2 separate regions of the Mus musculus genome follow, and region 1 is linked to region 2. A link is a contact called in public HiChIP or PLAC-seq data. All regions are on one chromosome and are shown on one strand. Each heading gives the region's core, a stretch centred on a gene start, on an enhancer-like site or on the middle of the called end of the contact. The rest is flanking DNA. Distances are from core to core; before and after follow the strand shown.

The links. HiChIP or PLAC-seq counts read pairs in DNA pulled down with a chosen protein or histone mark.
Region 1: a contact with region 2 is called in an H3K27ac HiChIP or PLAC-seq map of oligodendrocyte precursor cells, with 4 times the contacts expected there. The contact joins the enhancer-like site here to the promoter of Kiz in region 2. A contact is called at or near these places in 6 of 39 promoter capture datasets (the 3T3-L1 cell line, cranial neural crest, embryonic stem cells and 2 more), 3 of 484 Hi-C or Micro-C datasets (LSK cells, cerebellum and hematopoietic stem and progenitor cells) and 5 of 115 datasets of contacts at active chromatin or transcription factors (embryonic stem cells, oligodendrocyte precursor cells and stem cell-derived neural progenitor cells).

What each region holds. Positions count from the first base shown.
Region 1 is chr2:147,304,602-147,308,415 of GRCm38.p6, forward strand. Nkx2-2os (NK2 homeobox 2, opposite strand) reads left to right here. Exons shown (of 6, transcript NR_030769.3): 5 at 493-3,670. It overlaps Gm14110 (a long non-coding RNA gene), which reads right to left. Exons shown (of 3, transcript XR_003953941.1): 2 at 3,628-3,693; 3 at 372-2,555. Among named protein-coding and RNA genes, the nearest start is that of Gm14110, 17 kb to the right of the region's middle. Within about 2 kb of position 2,475, at least 12 of the 459 cell types and tissues checked have an H3K27ac peak or open chromatin away from gene starts, as enhancers often do. A contact at or near this core is called in oligodendrocyte precursor cells, where this site is marked.
Region 2 is chr2:146,854,330-146,858,509 of GRCm38.p6, forward strand. Kiz (kizuna centrosomal protein) reads left to right here and starts at 1,551. Exons shown (of 14, transcript NM_001033298.4): 1 at 1,551-1,714. The coding sequence starts at 1,593.

The DNA of each region.
Region 1 (3,814 bases), core at 1,225-3,724, 450 kb after region 2:
AAGAGCAGGCAGCTCTCTTAGCCATGGAGACTTCTCTCCGGTCTGTTTTTTCCCCAGAGGTGTTGGGGACTGAACTCATATCTGCATGCTTTAGCAGCGATGCTCTACCAACCGAGTCTTCTGCCCAACCCTTGGTTTATGTAATTTCTAAGGGTGTATAGTTCAGAAAAAGCTTTTTTAAGGATAAGCCCCAAATGACAGCAGCTCCACTAGGTAGGGAAGAGCCAACAAAATGTTTTATTCAAAGAGGCCCTCAAATCTTTCCTGCAGTGCTTGCAGTTTTTACTTTGTTTTTGACATCCAATAGGGAAACATCACACACATCTTACTTGTACAGAAATGGGAAATTTCTTCTCTGAAGTGCTTAGAAGCAGGGCTCTGGATTCCTTTTTGGTCTTGGAATTTGATTATAGATAATGAGAAATTCTGGGGATAGGACCTAAGTCTAAACATTAACTTCATTCTTCTTTCCTTTTTACCTTACACACACAGGCTGGAGGTTATTGGTGCAACATACATCTCATTTTCGTGGTGACTTGTCACATGAGGTCAGAGGGGGAGGCTTTCCACGCATGGTGACAAGTGGGTGCTCAGATGTGGGGCCATTTCCCACCGTGGATTTTCAGACTACAGCCGTGCCTGTGAGAACAAAGTCAAAGGAAGCTGAGGAGCAGAGAAGATGGGACCTGTTCAGGTGAAGGCTCTCCAGCAGCCAGTGTGTGAAATAGCTGCTCTACTTAACCGTTGCGCGAGGCTGTGCCAGGCTTTGTGGTACTTTGCCCTCACTACCTGTTAGTAGCTGAGAGGAGATCATGCTTCGGAAACCAAGCCACTTGGTTGCAGATGTTCAGTTCAAACTATGCATTACATAACAGTCATTATTTAACTTCAGTGCTTTAGCGCCCTCCAGTGGAATATGGATGTCATCACATGGAATGCTTCAAGGATGAAATGATGTCTTGAGGCATCTCCTGGCACAGAATGATCACCACCTTGTGAGTCTTATCCACTGACAGTAACATCCTAAAGTCTCTGGTCCTCTCCCCTCTAGAAGATTCCCCAGCCTCCAAGGTGGCAACCTCCATCAAGATGCTGATAGTGCTTGTAGTTTCCGGCAGCAACTTGCCAGACCCAGTGGTCCAGATCTTCCTTAGTAAGTGAGGGCAAGATTAGAGAGAGGAACACTTCCTTATATAAACGGAGAAGTTTGGGTTCAGAAAGGAGAGTCATGTAATTTGTTACACCATGAAGTTGACAGCAGAGCTAGCTCCAGTTCTCTTGTCTCCTCTGATGTCTCTTCTCAGAGACATGCATTCTGACAAAAAAAATGGAAGGCGGGGGTTGCTTGTGGAACAGCGGAATTGGAAATGTTGTCAGAAGACTAACTTGCTCCAGTGAGAGAATGGGCAGAGTTCAGTTATGTGCTTCCTATGACGTTTTAGTCAGTGGCCGATTGTGTGTGAATGACAGCATCACCAGGGAGACCAAGTAGGGAGTAGCCACACCATTTAGATATATGTAAATGTACTCTACTGGTTATAATCACTTTTAAAGTGTGTGTACACGTGCGTGTGCATGGGGGGGGGGAAGGTAGAGGCTCATGTACGCCTGAGAAAGTCAGATGATGGCCTCAGGTCTCAGGAGTGCTGTCTATCTCCCTTTCGAAACAATTTCTTATTAGCCTCACACTCAACCAATTATGTTATACAGCTAAACAGCAAGTCTAGGAACTCTCCCCTTGTCCCAGCCTCCCCAGTGTTGAGATTACCTATATACGCCACAGTACACAGCTCTTTTTCCTTGGGGTCTGGGAGATTGAACCCAGGTCCTCAGGAGATTGAACCCAGTGAGCATTTTACCAACTGAGTCCATTTCCGTAACTCTGTGGTCCATCTTGATTGTCACCCTGAGGGTAAGGAGAGCTACTTAGGAGACACACCTTTGGGTATATCTGTTACAGTGTTTCCAGAAAGTTTGCTCTGAGATGGGAGGGCCTGCCCCAGATGTTTATGGCCCTGTTTCACCGCTGGGGCCCAAGGATGAATAAGGAGAAAGTGCGGTGAGCACCGTCCTTTGTATGTTCGTTTCTCTCAGCTGCCTGAGTGCAAACTCAACTTGGCCAGACTTTTGTTGCCTTCCTTCCTGGCTGCGATGGATTGTCCCGTCAGGCTATAAGTCAAAATAAAATCTTTCTTCTTTATGTTTCGTTTGCTGAGCATTTTATCAGCACAGTGAGATAGACCAACGAATACCTCAAACAGCCCATGATGTTTGCACAGTGACACAAGGTCTACCAACACATTTCTCAGGACTGATCTTTCAGCCACACACGACTCTGGAAACACTCCCTGTACTCAGGAGGCCACAGTAGTGACACAGATAACCTTTGTCGCCTTTGCCTTGGAGTGGGTGCCACAGGGCAGAGACTACTGGAAGCCCAAAGAGCAACAGAAAGGAGGCACCTCTGCAGGAGGCTAGAGATGGAGACACTCTTTGGAGGCAGGCAGCTGCCCTCCCTCACATAGAAACAGCCCTCTCTCTTCTTCAATATTGACCTGCAGAGAAAGAAAAAAAGAACCCATCTTAATACTTTTTCAGTAGATCATGAAGCAGTTTATTTAATATTATTTGGATAACAAGCCTCCACATGAATGGGATTCGAATGTCAATTGTCTTAGGGGGAAAAAGATTTATTGGTTGGTAAATATTGAGAAAGGAACGCTGATAAAGACCGGCTTCAGCTGCGGCCTCGGCCGGGGACGGGAGAACAGGCCTGTGTTGTATTTTGGGGCCCTGGGAAGGCAAAAACTGGTGAATGTCTGCCTTTGTTGGTGGGTGTAAAAGTGGAGCCCACCACAAATAATTTCTTATTTCTGTTCACATAGATTTTAAATTATGTAGCTCCCCTACCTTGTTAAGCATTAAAGCGGTCTTGTTTAAGGAAAAGGCACTTAAATAATGAAGCTTATGTAGTTTGTTTTCAGACATCAATATCTGGCTTTGAGTGGCACAAAGAGATAAAGGAATGTGGATTCACGGCTTACTGAGATGCTTGGCAATTCTAATTCAACCCGACTGCGAATGGACACAAGACTGTTGTGACTCCTCCTGAGGAGAGAGAAGGCTGGGTGAGCACGTGGTTTGGGGAAATTGTATTCTCTTCTTCAAGTTCTTCTGTTTCCGAACATTTAATCCCACTGTTCTCATCTTTAATGAAGGTCTCTTTGGTAAAGAATCTTTTTCCTGGAATGGCAGAGGGCAACAGAAGCTGGATTCAGAAGCACACAGAGCTGGGGAATGTGCGCTGCAGTGGGACTCAGACAGGGAAAGGCTGCCATCTTGTGGTCGGCTTGGTGCTCTGCAGTCTGTGAACTGTCCCTCTGCAGAAGCCAGCAACCCTGGAGGGAAGGAGTCTGAATGCTGGATTTCTGCAGGACAATGTGGATGCCTTTAGGAATTACTCTGACTGTGTTCAGGTGCCCTCCGAGGTAGCCTCCAGCGGGTATTCTGCACGTATATCGTCATTCCTGGGGCAAGGCTAGGCCTCACAGACACTTGGCAGACTGAGCAGGACAACCAGCAAACAGTGAGAACAAACAGCCAGACACATATGCACCATGTACTTACTGTGTTCCTGGAAGGCAGCCAACTGAAAAACACCCAGGACAAGGTGAGGAGATAATATCAATATACCTAGGAAGAAGTATACAGAAATGACCTGTGGTGCTTCATCTAGCAGGACATCTGGTCAACCCCTCAGACAAATCCAAGCCAGAACAAGCAAGATCTCTGGCCTGGGGGATTTATTCTTTTA
Region 2 (4,180 bases), core at 301-2,800:
GCAAAGAAAGCATGTTTCATTTGCTGGGCCATCGTCTGGTCCACATGTTTTTGTTTTTAAGCCAAGGTCGGTCAGGCCCGCCTGGAATTAGAGATCCTCCTGCCTGTCCCCTTGAGTCCTGAGATTACATGGATATATTCTACCTTTCAGCATTTAGGCAGACAGTATGAGGAAGGAAGGATAGGCAAAATCATAATTTAGGGTTGCTGACTTGACCATTTCGTTGCTTCCCCTAATGCCAGTATGGTACTATAAGTCAGAGCGCAATGGACATGTGCAGTGTATAGTGAGCATGTTATAGTGGGACAAGACACGGACACATGCCGTCAGAAGCAGCTTAGATTTATTATGCCTTGATTTTTCAATTGAGTTTTGGTCATTACACATTCAGGAACGGTTTACTGTTGCTGAACTTTTTGACACACAGCTCCCTATCCCTAACCCATTCAGATATGGTGCAATCCCCATGGAGTCCTGACACACTATTAAAGAAATGTTGGTGTCAGGGATGCTTTGCATGAAAATAAAACTACCGACTTGAGAAAAGAGACATAAAATTAAAAGTCTAGGATAAGGAACCACATTGACTACAAGTACGTGTGTACATTTTTTTTTTTTTAATTTCCTATTCCAAGTGGGTTTTAGAATCCAGTTGTCTTTCTTCAGGAAGCCTTTTGCCATGTTGATGGAGGCAAGAATAAAGACTGATTCTGTTCTGGGCCTTTATAACCAGTAGTTCCTCTGAACTGATCTAAGGTTAAGTTAGTCTTGCTGTAATAGTCTGCCCAATTCACTCTGGGGCACCTAGGCTTTTTGTATGGTCACAGCTGAGTTGTGGGACATAGGGTTTATGCCAATGTAGTCTGGCTGGGGGCCTTGTTGGAGAATTGACTGCAGAAGTAAACGGTTTGATTCACAAGGACCTAGTTAGAAACCAAATCTTTCTCCCCTGAAAGGGCTGATGGCAACCTGAGCATTGAAAAACATTCCAGCGTGGGATGGCATATTTGGTTTCTTTGTTTGTTTGTTTTATTTTGTTTGGGGGTGGGGTTTGGTGTTTTGAGACTAGGTTTCTCTGTGTTGTCTTTGTTGTCCTGGAACTCACTCTGTAAATTAGACTGGCCTCGAACTCAGAATTCCTACTGCCTCTGCCCGTAGTGCTGAGATCAAGGGCATATTTGCGGTTCTTAAATTTTGTTTTCTTCTAGCTTTTTGTTTTGCTTTCTAAGTGCTGGTATCAAAACAATCTTGTCACAGGGTCTCTCACTGCAAATTCTAGGAAGGTAAATAAGAAACTGCATCTGATAAAATGAATGCGTGTAGGACGGATTCTGTAGGGGAAGAGAAACACAGCGGTAGCAGAGAGAACGTGACACAGCTCCCTTGTCTTCTCCCTGTACCACCAGGGCTGCTCCACCCTTGCCAGTCTCTCTGTCTTCGCCCCTCCCGGACCCACACCGCGGCTAACCCCGCCTCCTCGGCGCCCCGCCCTTCGCCCCGCCCTCTTCAGGCCGCTAGGCGCCTTGTTTACCCGCGGTGCATGTTGGGGCGGTCTCCTTGGGCAACGCTGGCCCGCCAGCTGCCCTGTGGCAATGCCGCGAGGGCGCGGTGGCGGTGGTGGTGGCCTGCGCCAGGCCTCCGCCACCTCTGCGCCCTTGGCGAGCCCCAGCTACTACGAAAGGGTGGGCCAGCTCCAGCAGGCTCTGCGGGACAGGTACGGCCGCGGGACGGGGCAGGGAGTCAGCGGCGCCACTGAGAGCATCGGGGTACGGTGTCCGGCCCACTTCCCGCCAGTGGTTCACTAGTGTTGGAACTCGCCTGCGACCCCCAACTAGCCCCAGAAGGGGTTAGGAGCACAACTTTACCACGGATGCCCCTTGTTTGAAAGCGCAGAGAGACTGTAATCTCTCATGACAACCAAAGCCAGGTCCCTCAGCCTGCGGATGCGGCCGGAAGTGAGAGTGGGAGTTTTTTTGCCTGCCAGTCTTGATCAAACCTTGTGAATTTCTTTAGTCCTCTCTAGTCCTACATGCCCCCTCCTCACTCTCTCTTCAAGTTGTCATCCTACTTTGACAGCCGCACTGCATCAAAGATGACAGGTCCAGGAACGCAGGCTGGAATGGTGTGTGTGTGTGTGTGTGTGTGTGTGTGTGTGTGTGTGTGTGTGTGTGTGTGTGTGTGTTTGCGCGCGCGCTGTAGTCTTTTAGAAGTGTCTGGGGCTGACTAAATTTCTAGTAAAAGGATGAAATTTTCAACGGGTTCAGCTTCGAGGGTTGGGATTGCCTTTGATTAAGACATGAAAGATGAGAACCATTGGAAAAAGCTAGATCTAAGAATGCATAAATAGAAAAAAGTACAAAGCAATTGACTATAAATAACCACATGGAAAGATAAGTTGTTGGAACACTTATTTAGCTGCCAAATTAATTGGACTTAGAAATCTCATTAGTTGACAAGAAAGGAAATAGATTTTTGGATCTTTTGATAAACAAAACATTTAGTGGGTGTTAAAGTTACAGAATCATTCAGAAGGAACAGGAGGGCTGTAACAATTCTAAGATCATAACAGTAATTGCAGGTGAGGTAAAGTAAGTGATTTTTCAAAGGAATTGCATCTTACACTAGACTTAATTTTTGCCAATTACTTGTTAAGTAACTCCCACGGGCCCTAACTCTTCTTTCCGTGTTTTATCTTCTTTCTACATCCGTTTTTTTTTTTTTTTTTTCCTTCTGACACAGTCCTGCTCACCTACTCTAGGGATCTCTTAATCTCCCACTTAAGAAAAAAAAAATTAACCATTTAGGCGTATGTTGGTGGTGGTCTATGCTGAAGAGACAGAAATAGGAGGACCACAGGTTCAAGGCCAGCCTGGGATACAAGCCAGCCAGGGCAGCATAGTGAGAACCTATCTCCAACACACACACACACACACACACACACACACACACACACACACACACCTTTATTTTTCCTACAGAGCTTTTCTTTTCTCAATACTTTCTAATGTTTGCACCTTCAGTGTGCTTAGTGAGATCTCAGAGAGAATACAATAGAGAGAGAGAGAATGTGTGTGTGTGCATGCACAAGCACGTGTGCACATGCGAGCTCAAGTGTGCCTACATTGAGAATTTTAGGTGAGAAGCAACACCTTTTGCTCACTGTGTAGTACAATGGTGGAGGAGGTGTTTTTGTAAAATGTTTGAATTTATGGGTTAAATCCAAAAGTCAATTAGCCAGCGTCTAGGTGTTACAAATGCCTTATGTGGAATGCCATCACCTCATTGTCACTGAATAATGATCTTTTTTCCAGTTACCCAAGGTGGTGGTATTAGATCTCTGCATATATATATGTGTACACATATATATATGCATCAGCTAATTTAAAAGCAAGAACTTTAGTTTTAGTGCCTTTATCTCATTGTCTGTTGTAGTTCAAGAGTGGTATAGTTACCTTTGGCCTTTACTTATTTGTGTTTTGTAGGCAAAGATCTGCTCTTAAAATGTGACTGATTTAAATGACATTCTTTTTGAACTAGGTTAGTGGTAAGTTATTTTTGCCTCCTATGCTGGAAGCACCTGGTTCTTTATGGTCCTTATGGCACAATAACTGTAATGATTATCCACTTTATGTTTAGCACTTTTTGCTTTAATTAGGAAGCAAGGTAAGGTTGTTGAAGTTACATAAGAAACTGGAGTCAGATTTTATGGCCTGTTCATGGTCCTGCATTTGAAGATTTGTTTTATTTTTAAGTCAGTGTAAATCTATTGCTCTGTGTGATCATTTTTCATTTTAAGAATCTGTAAGTGACTCTAATTAATGCATGCTACACACAAGATAGAAGCAAATAACTCTAGAGAGGGAGCTATAGTAAATGAGTAGGAACATGAGTTCTGCCCATGACAAGTCATGAGACTTCACCAAGGGTCACACACACACACACACACACACACACACACACACACACACTAAATGTAATAACATTTTAAAAATTAAAGCCAGTCTCATCATAGGGACCACTATTTCCTGAAAGTCCATGTTCATCTTCAATATTGTGAATTTCACAGCAGTTGGAAATGCTTTTATCACTTTGGAAACTTTGGGGAATCAGGAGATTAACAGCAACAACAAGTACAGTTCAGCCTTCTTGGCCCTTTTAGAGGCAGTCATTGAAATGTTAG